Linked DNA regions of Mus musculus: region 2 is linked to region 1. A link is a contact called in public HiChIP or PLAC-seq data. All regions are on one chromosome and are shown on one strand. Each heading gives the region's core, a stretch centred on a gene start, on an enhancer-like site or on the middle of the called end of the contact. The rest is flanking DNA. Distances are from core to core; before and after follow the strand shown.

Region 1 (7,172 bases), core at 3,172-5,671:
GTTAATATATTTGTTAATGCCAGGAGGTGGCACAGGCCTTAAATCCCAGCACTCAGGAGGCAGAGGCAGGCAGATCTTTTGAGTTCCAGGACAGCCTGCTCTACAGATTGAGTTCCAGGATAACCAGGACTACACAGGAAAACCCTGTTTTGAAAACAAAACAAGACAAAACAGAAAACAATCAAACAAATGAAAGTTAAATCTAAACATACTACAAAAATAAAACAGCAGCTACTGTCCGAGACTGGGGTCTGCAGCAATCTCCCCTTACAAGCAGTATGCTCAGAACTTCAACACAGCCTCCCACTGTCAGCCTGTCACCACCCTTTCCAGGTGCCACCTGGTGGTCCCCAGCAGTCCGCAAGCCAACTCCCCTCCTCAAGGCCCAGCCCACAACGGAAGCCATCCCCACCAACAGCAGCCCATAGGTGTGGCCCGCACCACACACAGCCAGGTTCAGCACCCATGACACCCTTGGGCTTCTCAGCCACCCTACTGTGTCCTTAAACCTTCTACCGGGAGAGTGCTGTGTTCAAACTAGCTGGGTCCTGAACAGGAGACCTATTCAACAGACTGGGTCCTGAAGCCTGGCTGGAGTCTGCATTTGCAACCTCTCTAGCCTCTTGCGTGTCTTATCAACCAATGTGATGTTCTTGCTCAGTTCTCAAAACCTAATGAATCTGCAAAGGCATATGAGAGCTTTACAGTATCAGACGCCATGTTTTATACGCTTCTGCTATCCATCCACATCAAAAACCAAGAGCCCTTCAAAGTATACCCCGTAACTACCCTGGCACACCCAGGCCCAACCCGTTAATAAGATTAACTGCAGCTGCGATGCACATTGAAAGAGCTTCATCTGGTCCTTCCATGAGCTCACTCTTTAAAGCCCTGCTTACCACTCCACCGCTACCCTATATGGTTGTGCTTTTAAAACCGGGTCGCGTGCCAGTCGGCAAACAGCCACTCAGTTGTTTGGAGCCAGAAAACAAACTTGGAGGTGGCCCCGACTCTCCAGGAGTGAACCAGTCTGAGGTCCTGACCCTAAAGAATACCAGATTACACTCAGCCTCAGACATCGCAGGTTGAAACGTTTTCAAAGGGAGTCAACTACGATGCTATTCATTTCTGAATGGTGACACAACTCATAGCTGGCTTAATTTGGTTCTTGGTTTTTTTTGGGTGAACAAAGTAAGAGAGAGGCCAGGTACACACAAATGTGGCTAATCTGCCTGGGCAACTAGCAAAAGAATGTGGCAAGCCAGGCGTGGTGGCACACGCCTTTAATCCCAGCACTTGGGAGGCAAAGGCAGGCAGATTTCTGAGTTCGAGGCCAGCCTGATCTACAAAAGGAGTTCCAGGACAGCCAGGGCTACACAGAGAAACCCTGTCTCGAAAAGAAAAAAAAAAAGAACGAGGTGGCAGGTGAGGTGGCACTTGGGCAGAGGCCAGCGCAGGCTTCCCCAGAGCCAGAAGTCTTTATGAGAACGTCAACTCAAGGGCCCCTGCTTCTTGATTAACAATGGCCCTGAACTATGGCCTCTGTCCCCCTACATCATCTAAAGCTCCATTCTAGCAGCCTGCAACGTTCCCCTAACTAATCAAGCACTACAAAGCAAGTGTGCTGGAGATGAGAAAAGTTAACTGAGAAAAATAAGAATAAGAAGGTGCCTGGAAGCTAGGAAGGAAGAGAGAGGCAAAAAAAAAAAAAAAAAAAAAAAAAAAAAAAAAAAAAAAAAAAAAAAGGAACAGACCTGCTGCCCCAGATTCTAGCAGATTAAGCATCTCATTGGTGCAATCTGGAGGAAGACCCTGGAGCCATCCAATGGTCACACGCCATCAGCAAAGGGCAATTACTACCAGGGCTCAGGGGTCTTCTCCCTCTCCCATCTCAGGTCAGCCCAGGGACACTGGAAATCTTCACAGGGCCAGAGTCTGGAGGTAAGATCTCATACTGCCACAGCTGCCATGCAACCTTTTGAAACTCTGTGGTCAGGCCAGGGTTCCGGAGAAAGGAAATCGAACAGGCTCGTTTGGAGACCAGCCAGAAAGGAATGCTGGAATCTGGAAGCTGGTGGGGACCTGCTGAGAAACCCTGCAGGTGGCTCCACCACCAGCAGGATCTAAAAGTCAGTCAAGGGCAGAGATGGGCAAACAAAACTCTGGCTACTTTGCCAGGTGACACCTAATTTAAAGACAACAACAAAAAAAAAAAGTCTTAGTAGAATCAGAAATTGGGAGTTTGGGGATTTAGCTCAGTGGTAGCAAGCACAAGGCCCTGGATTCGGTCCTCAGCACCGGTGTGTGTGTGTGTGTGTGTGTGTGTGTGTGTGTGTGTGTGTGTGTGTATCAGAAATTGGGGGCTAGAGAGGCAGTTCAGTGGTTAAGTGGCTTCTCTTAACCCAACCACCCACATGAGGGCTCACAACCACCTGTAACTCCAGTTCCAGGGGGAACCTGACGCCCTCTTCTGGCCTCCGCAGGCACTGCATGCACACTGTGCACAGGGAGACTGAAAGTAAAATGATCTGAAACAGGTCTGTGGGAAGGATTGTGTTGTCTTTCCTCTTCCTGTTACAAGTGTAAGTTACCGCCATAGAAAAGGAGGTTTACTCCAGCATAGACTCTGAGTTTTCAGGGAACAAAACTATAAATGCCAGAACGTCAGGAAGATGGTGTCCAAGAGGTCACACTGAACACCACTATGGCTTGGATTTACATAGCTCTGATTCCTCCCCTGTGCAGCCTCGCTAACACGCTAACCTAAGCATCTTAGTGCTTGCTTGATCTCATACACCCCAGGTCCACAGCACCAAAAGGAATGAGTCACGCTACAGGTGAACCCAGGGCCTAGCAGATCCTAAGACTTACCACCGTACCAGCTTGCTTTTACACAAATGTGACAGTCTGAAAAGCCCACAGGAGGTTTAGGTTAAACTGTTTCTATCACTAGTTCCCATTGATCCAGTCCAGCCATCCCTTGTCAGAACGTTCCCCTTGGAGTACCCCTCACCGCCTCCAAGATGGCTCTTTTGATAAGCTGGTTCCTAGCCCTTAAAAGGCATGGCTCGAATAATACTGACTCCTTCTGCCAAGAGCAAGACACAATGAAGGTGCTTGCAATCCCTTGATGGCCCGTATCTCAGAAGGACACCGCCGTCCCCAGAACGAGGGCCACGGAGGATGCCTGCAAGCCGCTGTGCCTTGGTGTCTCCAAAAATGGCTTTGCAGCCCTAGGAATTATCTTCTCCTTGCCAACAGGGTCGGATTGCACACTCTGAGAGCCAAGAAAACCCAGGAGCCAGCCCTGCAGTGGGAGCTCCCTGTTGTTCTTCCTGCCTCCTGCTCTGTGGGAGGAGAAAGCAGGAAGGATCCAGAGGTATAGGCTACCCAGAGTGTGTCAGAACACAGGCTGGCTGGACCAGGAGGGTGGGATGACAGGAGAGATAGCTGTTCACAGAGAGACTCATGAGTGTCTAGTGAACCCAGCCGAGTGAGCTAGCCCACCACTTACTGCCTTAGAGAGCTCTGGCACCGCCTACAGCAAGGACTCAGAATAAGGACATCTCCATTCCACACTAAGGTAGGAGGTGTCTCCATTCCTCAGCCTTATTCTGTCTTCTTCCTAAAAGCTTTTCTTCTACAACCTCTCAAGCCGAGGTAGCCACCCCCACCCAACTCCAGGGCGGGCTGGGGAGCTCTGCCTGCTCAATCTTGTCACAGTTACTGCCCAGGCACTACCTCATACCCTTCACACTCTGACGGAGAACACGCTAAGCGGTGGAGGCCGGGTTACTTTGCCAGAGAAGCACTCAGTTAATTTAAGTGTGTGGTAATCGGAGTGGGCGATGATGCTATACTTGGCAAATAGAGAATTCCTACCTAGCCATGACCAAAGAGTTCATTCGAAAATTGGAAAACCTGAGCTGGAGAGATGGCTCAGCGGTTAAGAGCACCGACTGCTCTTACAGAGGTCCTGAGTTCAATTCCTAGCAACCACATGGTGGCTCACAACCATCTGTAATGAGATCTGATGCCCTCTTCTGGTGTGTCTGAAGACAGCTACAGTGTGCTCACATGCATAAAGTAAATAAATCTTAAAAAAAGAAAACAAAAAAGAAAATTGGAAAACCGTTTCAAGTACTGGGAGCTGAGGAGGACCATGGGACTAGGATCATGTCCTTTGAAGTACAATATAGCTCATGGAAGAGTCTCTGCATGAAAAGAAAAGCCAGACATTCTACTGTTCTACCAAGTACAAACACAAGGGAGGGGGGAAGGGGAGGGGGAGCCAGCACAGTGGACAGGGTGCCTGCCTAGCATGCAGGAAGTCCTGCAGAGAGTCCTGGGTTCAATCCCTGGAAACCCATAAACAGGATGTGGTGGTCACGCCTTCAATCCCAGCACTCAGAGCACAGCCAGGAGAGGGTCAGGTTCTGTGTTATCCTTGGCTACTCAGCAAGTTTCAGGCCAGCCTGGGAGACCTAATAAAGAAGTGCCCATATATGGAAGCATGCCAAAATGCTAACTAACAGAGTTTGCCCTTCATCTGGGGAGGTCTGGAATAGACACACACACACACACACACACACACACACTTCTCTTTTTCCGTGAAGAAAAACTATATAAGAATTACAAACATTTCAAAAGCCTTCTTCAGAGTCTGGTTGGCTGAATCAGAGAAGAAAAAAAGTGAAGTCTGGGGCTGTTAAGTGGCCGTTCATGTATAAAAAATAAATAGCCTTGGAAACAAAAATAATCATAAGACAACTGAGCACTTTACCAGTAAAACTGAGTTCCACTTTCATGTGCCGACTGCCCCCCAAAATAAACAGAGGCACCAGCTAGGCAAGGCTAATAGCCAGCTGCTCGTACAGAGAGCAGAAATGAGCTGCCAGAGACAGCAAACCACAGCTCTGAGGTCTGTGAAAACACGCACACACACTCACACTCACAAGTACGCACGCATGGACACACACAAATACATATGCACACAACAGGCACACATATTCATAGACAGAAATATTGTCATACATGCACGCACACACACACACACACACTGCCAAAATTAATAGTTGGTTCCTAACGTCACACAATTGGCCAATTTATAAACACAGGCTGCCCTGCAGCTGCCCCGGGAAGGGTGGCTGTCTGTATTTTTGTTTTTATTAGTGTTTGTCTGTAATTTTCACTGTCTCTTTGCAGGGGGAGGCTCTTCTAGGCAGAGGTCTCTCTCACCCACCCTCCCTCTCCTTTTCCTCCTACAGCGGTGTGCACAGGAAGCTGAAAGCCCGGAGGAAGCCGGCTCCACCTTTCCTCCACTCAGGGTGGGGGGTGGGGGTGTCAGCAGCTGCCCCTCCCCCACTGTCCAGAGGGTCAGCCAGCAAAGACAGGGGAGGGCTGGGCTGATCCGGTGTTGAAGGGAAGGGGGGAAAGGTGGCTTTAACTGAAGGACAGTGTGCACCGGGGAGAGTCTAAGTCAGAGCTCTGGTGTGCACCTTGGAAGCTGCCCTTCTCTCCACGCTAAAGAGCAGACAGCAAGTAGGTGAAGACAGTAAGGGAGGGTCAGCTCGTGTGGCATCGCCTGAGCAAACGGTCCCAAGGACACAGGATGCTGCACTGTGGAAGCTAAGGAAACAGTGGACCAGGGACTGCAAAGAATGTCACTCGTTCAGGCCAGACTCCTTCCATGAGGATGTAAAGGATTTCGTCTTTTCTACCTTTTCACCTAAACTGTCGATTTCCTGCCCTGGGAACTCCTTGGCGGAGTCCTCTAACAAGCAAACAAAACTAAATGTTTCAAACAGGCACTTAGGGATGTTCTAAAAGTCAGAGTATCAGGATGAAGGACACTCGTTCCTCAGGGTCACACAGGGGATGCTGTCCAACCAACCCCTGACTGCAAATCAACTCCAGGTGAGACCGAGTCGGCCTAGGGTCCCTGTGATATAGGAACTTCTTTCCTATTTTAAACTTCACTTGCTTAGGAACGTTTTTCTTTCCATTCCAAATTAACAAAGCAATAAGCAGCCAAGTACCACTCTACAGTAGACAGCCTCAACCGGAGCTGAATCAGTGCTGAGTGGAGGAAAGGACGCTAGGTTGGCCGGGTGACTCTGGACTCTGCCCTACACATGCCTTGGCAGCAAGGGGACCAAGCAGAGGTCCAGGCCACACATGGCACACTGAAGCCCACCCACCACGAACCCCCAAGGCAGGACACTGTACAGATGCACAAATAAAAGCTAATGTCACACACAGTGACTGTGACCATGAAGCCCAGCCAAACCCAGAACTGTGCCCCTTCTACCAAGTGGCCGGTGAAGCCTAGGGAACCAGCAAAATTCCTGCTGCTGATGAGGATGGCTATGTGAATGGGGGAAGACACAGAACCGTCCCGGGGTCATGTCCACGCCCCACTTTGCTGAGTGGGACTGAACCTGGGACCTTTACATGCTTGGCAGGCAACTCCACCACTGAGCTATGGCCAGCCCCACTTGGATGAGCCAAACGGAGCCTGGGGAAGACAGAGACAAACCATGCCCCTCCCCATCGGCTTCATCTGTTAGCAGAGATGGAAAGAACTTGGTCTCCCTGTAGCTTACTTCTGTCTTCTCAACCGAGTATGGGCGCAGGCAAGGGAAGTGGGATAAAATGGGATCCTCTCAGAACAGCCGACATTTGAAAAATGGAATATATAAGACAGAAATCCTGTCAAAGTACAGGTTAGGACCCCGCCTCCAAATCAAAGCAGGAAGAAAATACTGGGCGTGGGAAAACAACGGAAGCAAGATTCCAGAAACTGACCAGTGAAAACTGCTAACCAGGTGTGCCCGCATTCACCTGGAGATTGCTCAGGACAGAGTGAATTCTTGCAAAGACACTACTTTAGAGACAAAAATATGTCTTAGAAGTAGCCAGTGCCTAGGAGGCAGGGGGCAACCAATCCCGACATTTCTAACCAGTGACGGGTCTTGTACCTGTAGCCCCATGGGCCATGGGTTCTTGGCTAATTTTCCTTCCTCCTTAATTTTCTATTTTTCCCTTGTGATTAATTTTGTATGAGTACACTGTCACTGTCTTCAGACACCCCAGAAGAGGGCATCTGATCCCATCACAGATGGCTGTGAACCACCATGAGGTTGCTGGGAATTGAACTCAGGACCTCTGGC
Region 2 (7,172 bases), core at 2,074-4,573, 47 kb after region 1:
TCTGAAGCCTGGCGAATCCACACACCAGAACTGAGCACTGCCAAGATATTCTGTGCAGCAGAGTCAGAATCCTAAGAAAGCCTTAGTATACACATGTCCATATTTAAAGGGAACACAGCATCTTAAGCTACGCTTCTGCTGAGAAAGCAGCTGACCCACGCTCCGGCCTTCCTAGCATCTAGTAGGGGCCTTAGACAGCCGCTCAACAGTCTCTCCTCTCCGAAGAGCAGTGTTCTTGGGAGAACCATGAGATAAGACACGTTTGAGAGCGGTGAAGAGCCAAGTATCTTCAAACCAGGAAAGGGATCATCTAACCAGTGTTCACTAAGCAACTGCACAGTGAAGCATTGGCTGGGGGGGGGGGGGCACATTAACACCCCCTCAAAGCCTCTTTTTTTTTTTTTTTTTTTTTTAAGACCAACATGGTACAAAATAAAAGGAGAAAAGGACACCATTTTCTTTATGACTCTTTCTGTTATCGTTGGAGATGGGGAGAAGTTGAATGTTTCCTGGCCTGGCAAGAGAAGAAAGAAAATGTCTACCCCTGACTCTCCAAACACACCCCCTCTCCTCAGCCTGTATTCAGCCGAGCCCTCTTGCTTTCTTTGAATATTCGCAAGGGTTCCAGAAACCATCCTTCCTAGCTTTCCCAGCAGGTGGTACAGCCTACGGGAGGCGGGCGGGGGGGCGGGGGGGGGGGGATCTGTGCAAGCAAGAATGGATCCTTATGGCTCTCCCCACCTTCTAGGGAAGAGGTAGAAGTACCCGTGTAAGAAGTGTTTCTTTTGCCCCTATAATCATATCAAAGTGAAGAAGTGTTATCTGACCCGACCCAAAAGACACACTCTACCGTTGGCGTGCATGGCTTTGCGAGCGTTACTTCCTCGTTCACAAATATGTAATCAGGAACTTAAGATACACTCACTTCTTTAAATAAAACACAAGTCGCTTGCTGCAATCCAAGGTGCAGACAGGCGTGGCTGCAGGGGCAGAGGAGGTAAGGCAGGTGGATCTCCATGCACTGAGGCCAGCCTGGCTCACACGATGAGTTCCTGGACAGGCAAGGCTATGTACAGACCATGTCTCAAAAATAAACAAACAAACTCAGGCTTCAGAAACCCTTCTAACCAAGAGCCCTTTCTTTAACACACGCGTGTGATGCCAGAAAACAGGCCACAGAGCTTCAAATAGACAGTGAATGGCTCCACCCAGGAAGTGGATGTTACTGCCCTGATTTTCAACACGTCATACAGTCATGTCAGTGCTCAATGGACAATATTGCATGATATATACAGACACAGTTAGAGGACGGTTACCAAAGTGGTTACGTATAACCTAGACTCTCTTAATGTACATAAACCTCACAGAAATGCTGCTTAAAGTGTGTGTGTGAAGGGGGGGGGGGTCTGGATAATGACCTTGAATTGCTGATCTTCCTGCCTGCACACAGACAGGCAGACAGACAGACAGACACACTACTGTGAACTACAACCCCATATTATGCAGTAAGTACTAGGCAAGCTACTAGCTACATCCCCAGCTGCCGCTTCAACTACTAAAAAGCAGGAACAAGATTCTTGACTTCCAACCACAGCATTCTGGCTGGACCCCCGTGGAGGGGACTCCCACACCGGTAGAATTCAAGAACCCCCTGGTTTTCTGGAAATTACCAGGCACTTCTGGAATACAAGTCAAACTGGCTCAAGCTCTTTACAAGGCAAACGGGAGGGGAATATGTAAAGTGGTGAAGAACCCCAATGAGGGAAAAACTAGATGAGAAAGGGGGAAAAGGCCATTTCTTGTCTGCCCCACAGGAGGTAGGCCAGGCAGTGTGGGAGTGGGAGTCGTGGGTAATCTCTGACTTCCAAATTCCCCCATTAGCACATTCTACTGAAAATAAAAGGTCACCCTAGTAAACGGAGCAACCTGAAGTCTGAGGATAAAGGCATGCTACCACCCACCCTAGCTAGCCCTTCACTAGGGGACTAGTTGTTAGCAATAATGACCTCATCCTAGCCTTTCACCCTCCTCCTCCTCTTAGTTTGGAAATCTAATAGACCAAAAAGCCTAGAACTTCCAAATCTGATAAAGGAGTTTTACTTTAGAAAACAACGGCCTGTTAAACTTAAAAGGGTTGGCAAGGGCAGTCTGGGCAGAGATTTCTCTCCACCAAAATCCCCATCACTGGGCCTCTGAACGATTAGTTTCTCTTGTTTTTCATCTCCAGAGTTGACAGAAACCTCTGGTGTGCGTCTGTGGTGTTTTTAGGAGCAACAAGTTTGTTCCGTTAAAGCTCCTATATCTGACGAGAGCGTGGCCGAGCTGGCCAGGCTCCCTGGTGCGGCTTCCAGGGCCAGAAGGCCACCGGTTAAGCGCCGACCTTACAAGTCCGGCCAAAGTGCCCCATTTGGAAGACGCCCCTAAAAAAAAATAATAATAATCCCTGTCCCGATCTGTGAAACTGGCACAACTTCCCGTACTGTCTTTTCCCAAGCCACGCTTCCCACGGCACCCTTCCTCCAAAAAAGGAAGAAATCGGCGTAAGGCTCAGCCCTCTGGAGCTAAGTCTACCCAGGACGTCCGCAGGACCCGCAAACCGGACCTGATGAGACCCAGACTTTAGTGAGCACCGACGATCGCCCGGTCCCTTTACCCTGCAGCTTGCCCGCACCGGGGCTGCTCGGTCACTTTGGGCTATTGCGTGCCCTCAAGCCACTCAGGGCCATCGAGCAAACTGCAGCTAGAAGCAAACTGCAGCCAGGACGGCGCGGTGACCCGGCCGTCGCCCCGAAGGGCTGTCGGGGGAGCCATCCCGAGTGGCCCGGGGACCTCCCGGCTCTTTGGAGCTGCTCCCGCAGCCGGCGTCCCCCAAGCAGAGAGGCCCAGGCCATCTGGCTCCGCGCCCTTCCACCTCCTTCCTTCGCCTCGGGCGGCCCACGCCCACTGCACAGGCTCCCAGCACCTTTCAGGCGCCGAAAGGGCAAAGGCCACTCTCAGAGCCCCGCAGCCCTCGGGCGAGCATCGCCCAGCGCGGGCGCAGACACGTGGAGCCAAGACCCCCGAGCACGCCACTCACCGGCTGACCCGAACGGGACTTGCCCGGAGGCGCTCTCCTGAAGAAGGAGGTCCTGGCGGTGAAGAAAAAGTCCTCGTCCTCCTCGAGGCTGCTGTAGCCGCTGCTCATGCTGCTGGTCCGGTTGCGCGCAGGGGGCCTCCCCGGGGCGCAGGCGGCCAGGCCGGGGTGCGGCGCCCGCCCGCCCCGTGAGGTTCCCGGCGCGCGGCCCCGAGCCGCCGGCAAGCCGTCCTGCTGCAGCTGCAGCCGCCGCTCAAGCCGCCGTCTGGTCCCCTCCCGCAGGATCAGCCGCCCTCTCCGGGCGCCTCCCGGCTCTGGTGCGCCACGACCCCGCCCCCTCCTGGACCCAGCCCCCCACGCCTGGCAAGGCCCCACCCACCTCAAACCAGACCCCGCCCAGCCAAGACCCCGCCCCCAGCCCGTCAAGGACCCAGCACACGCCACGCCCCTGCTACCAAGGCCCCGCCCAGGCCCCGCCCCACGGGCCTCCGCTGCTGCGTCCTGCCCAGCTCCGCGCGCGCAGGTGGGGCCCCGCCCGCGGCCCTCAGCCACGCCCCTCCGTCCTAGCACCGGTGGACTGTTGGAGGAAGGTGGGTTCGAGCACCGCCCCTGCTGGAACAGTTCTCCCGAGGGCTTCCCCAACCTCCCGGAATCTGCAAACTCCTCAGTGATTTCCCGTCACTGGAGCCGAAGTTTTGGAGAGGGCGGCAATATAATGGAGAACTTTTCCCACTCTCCTTCGGGCTCGGCCTTGGTGGAAACGGTCTGGGTCGAGGGGGTCGAGCCACGCGTGCGGCTGGCCCCTCCCAAACCGTTATAAGTTAGCAGAGGTGGGTGGGGTAAGAGCGACTGGGTTGTGCTTATTTGAAAGAAAACATCCTCTCTGGTTCTTTTGAACTTCGGTGGTAAAGCTTTCCCGCCTCCCTGTGGCGAAGGCGTGTCCCAAATGTGGATGGCTAAAGCAGTTGAGAATTTGGGGGACAAATTTCATAATCACCGAACAATCCAGTACTTTTAATTTAAATGCACTTTGGAAATGTCGCCTCCCACAAGCAACCTTACATGGTCACCCCATGGGGGAGCAAGTAGATTAGACCACTCCGTTCTCACCCACACAACAAAAAACAAGGTTTCCCTTCGGGAATCTGCTAAATTTTTAAAATGCGACTTTTTTTTTTTTTTTTTTTTTTTGCTTAGGGTGACCTGGGGGGTCGTTTTCCCCTTGGCGTGATGGAGTTGACTTGAGTCCTACTAACTTGCTTGCAAGAGACCTTGATGGGAAAGAGGGTTTGAAGCTTTAAGGCTGCTATGATATGCAGGCCGTAGCAGAATTTTTGTTTTGTTTTTTAAGGAGTTTTTTAAAAGAGAAACTCGTCATTGCTTATGGCTAAGCCCTTTTCTCCTCTACTCCCCCAGTGCTGTGACTAAAACATAAAGGTAGCAGTCGCCTTCAGGCTGAGACCCGCTGCTTCTGTGGCGTTTTTGTGTACCCTTCCTGGAATCAGGACTGAGTGCCTAATCGTCACTTGAGAACGAGAAGGGGGGAAAGCCAGACCGGAGAGAAGTCTGGGACAAGGGAAAGAAATGGCTCCTGTGTAGTTCCTTCCTCCCTCGGGCAGAAAGAAGGCTGACTTATCTGCCTTCCTGCAGATTTATTCACGTGTTCAGCATGCAAACTGGCCTTTCACTCCAGGGAACTCACCCCCAGAGGGGCCTTAGAGTCACAGCCTATTTTAAAGCCCTTACTTGAAAGACTTCTTCCCAGGCACCACTCGACTATGGATGACTAGAAAGCAGAGTCTGGCTTTACTCTTCCTTTAGCCGGAAAGCCTTACTTTACAGGTTCCTTGTGTACTTAGGAGCCAAATGTAAGAGAAGAGGACAATCACTCCATGCAAGATTTGTCTTCTTTAACTCCTACTGTGACATCATTCAGATAATGCCATATTGAAATAACAGGGGCTTCAGTTAAATACTCCAGTTTGAGTAGTGGGTGGGTTAAAGATTTATTGATTTGTTGATTTATTATGTATATAATGTTCTCCCTGCATGTATGCCTTTAGAGGAGGGTACCAGATCTCATTGTAGATGGTTGTGAGCCACCATGTGGTTGCTGGGAACTCAGGACCTTGTGACCTGAGCCATCTCTCCAGCCTGGGGTAAACGATTTAACAAACGTGTTTTATTATATTATTATATTTATATTATATTATCCATGCGTCACCTAGAGTAGACACAGACACAGAAACAGAAAAGATCTTTCATGGTTTGGATTGGTTTTTGTTTTGTTTTCTTTTGCTTTTGGGTCTCCTGGCTGTCCTGGAGCTCACTTTGTAGACCAGTCTGGCCTCGAACTCAGAAATCTGCCTGCCTCTGCCTCCCAAGTGCTGGCATTAAAGGCGTGCACCACCACTGCCCTGCCCTTTCATGATATTTTTTTTAAAGATTTATTTATTTATTATATGTAAGTACACTGTAGCTGTCTTCAGACACTCCAGAAGAGGGCATCAGATTTCGTTACAGATGGTTGTGAGCCACCATGTGGTTGCTGGGATTTGAACTCCGGACCTTCGGAAGAGCAGTCGGCGCTCTTAACCACTGAGCCATCTCGCCAGCCCCCTGATGTTATTTTTAAGGGGAAGAGTCTACATTACATTTTATGGCTGTCAGCACCCCATCAGAATCATTTAGGCTTGCTGCCTTTTAACTTTTAGAAATTAGTGTTTGTGGGCAGGTGCCCCTGCCATGGCTTGCCTGTGGAAGGAAGAGGGCAGCTTTGTGCTGTCAGTTCTCCTGACGTAGTTACACGGGCCCTGGCCCCTGAACCCGGGTGGCTGGTCCTGAACCACAGGCAACTTTACTGACTGACCCATCTCATTGGCCTCGTGAGAACCACTTGTTTAAAAAAATAATCATAATTCGGAAGAGGGGTAGTCCAGGGTGGATCACCTTTATTAACGGGGTCCTGGGGTTTTACTGAACAGGCCTGAAGCTAAGAAAGTCTGGTTCTGCCACGGGGTGGCACACGCCTTTAATCCCAGCAGAGAAGCAGAGGCAGGCAGATCTCTGAGTTCTAGAACATCCAGGGTCACATAGAGACTCCATCTCAAACACACACACACACACACACACAAAGTATGACTAAGGAAAGTCTCTGCTTCTAGGAACAAAAAGTAAAAGCCATATTTCTATATTTTTCACATAGCATCATTTTAAATAAAAGCTGAGTTTTAAGATTTGACTCACAGAGCCAGGCCGTGGTGGCACGCGCCTTTAATCCCAGCACTTGGGAGGCAGAGGCAGGCAGATTTCTGAGTTCGAGGCCAGCCTGGTCTACAAAGTGAGTTCCAGGACAGCCAGGGCTACACAGAGAAACCCTGTCTCGAAAAAAAAAAAAAAAAAAAAAAGATTTGACTAACGGGACTTAGAGATTGTAAAAAACTCAACATGCCTTGCTAAACAGTTAAACAGTCTTATCATTTAAAATCCAAGGAAAGGGAAGGGTAGAGTAAATAAAAGAGACTCAGGCAGGCTCAGGTTTGAAAGGCCTTATTGTCAAACACAGACGTGAATTTGTGAGTGGAGTGAATCACCACACATGTCCCACTGATAGAGGAGCCTATTGGCTTAGATTCTCATCAAATGCCTGCATAGCTTTTCTTTCCATGTTAATTGGGGAACATACTTAAAGTAAATGTATACAAAGTAGCTTTGTCAGAGAGAGGAGCAAAGTAATACATGCATCCTCTGTAGAGAAGGTGAGGGAGGCTAAGGGCTTAGTCCTGTACAGTGTCTGGGAAATGCTTTTCCGGCAGAATGAAGAGCGTGTGTAAAGGTCCTGTGGCAGGAGAGTGCTCGGCAGATCCAAACAACAGCCAGCACATCAATGTTTTCTAACTGTGTGAGTGGAAGGTGAGTGTTGGGAACTTTTGTCAGAGAGTAACAGAAAATCCCTAACAGATGTAGCTTGGTGGGCAGAGTACTTTCTTAGCATGTACAAGAGACCCTGGGTTCAATCCCCAGCACTGAAAAAAAAAAAAAAGGTAAAAATGTAACAACCACAGAAAAGTCACTGTTCTGTAAAGGTTTTTGCTTTGTT

What was found. HiChIP or PLAC-seq counts read pairs in DNA pulled down with a chosen protein or histone mark.
Region 2: a contact with region 1 is called in an HNF4G HiChIP or PLAC-seq map of pancreatic cancer cells. The contact joins the promoter of Rassf3 here to the enhancer-like site in region 1. A contact is called at or near these places in 15 of 39 promoter capture datasets (3T3-L1-derived adipocytes, the C10 cell line, the HPC-7 cell line and 11 more), 4 of 15 datasets of contacts at CTCF or cohesin (CD8 T cells, large pre-B cells, pro-B cells and 1 more), 86 of 484 Hi-C or Micro-C datasets (the 63-12 cell line, B cells, the BV-2 cell line and 57 more), 33 of 115 datasets of contacts at active chromatin or transcription factors (the 230-238 cell line, CD8 T cells, the HPC-7 cell line and 25 more) and 4 of 9 other capture datasets (adipose tissue, liver, macrophages and 1 more).

The regions. Positions count from the first base shown.
Region 1 is chr10:121,424,875-121,432,046 of GRCm38.p6, forward strand. All of the region lies in intron 1 of Rassf3 (Ras association (RalGDS/AF-6) domain family member 3), which reads right to left. Among named protein-coding and RNA genes, the nearest start is that of Rassf3, 48 kb to the right of the region's middle. Within about 2 kb of position 4,422, at least 137 of the 459 cell types and tissues checked have an H3K27ac peak or open chromatin away from gene starts, as enhancers often do. A contact at or near this core is called in the 63-12 cell line, B cells, the BV-2 cell line and 30 more, where this site is marked.
Region 2 is chr10:121,472,927-121,480,098 of GRCm38.p6, forward strand. Rassf3 (Ras association (RalGDS/AF-6) domain family member 3) reads right to left here and starts at 3,324. Exons shown (of 5, transcript NM_138956.3): 1 at 3,077-3,324. The coding sequence starts at 3,184.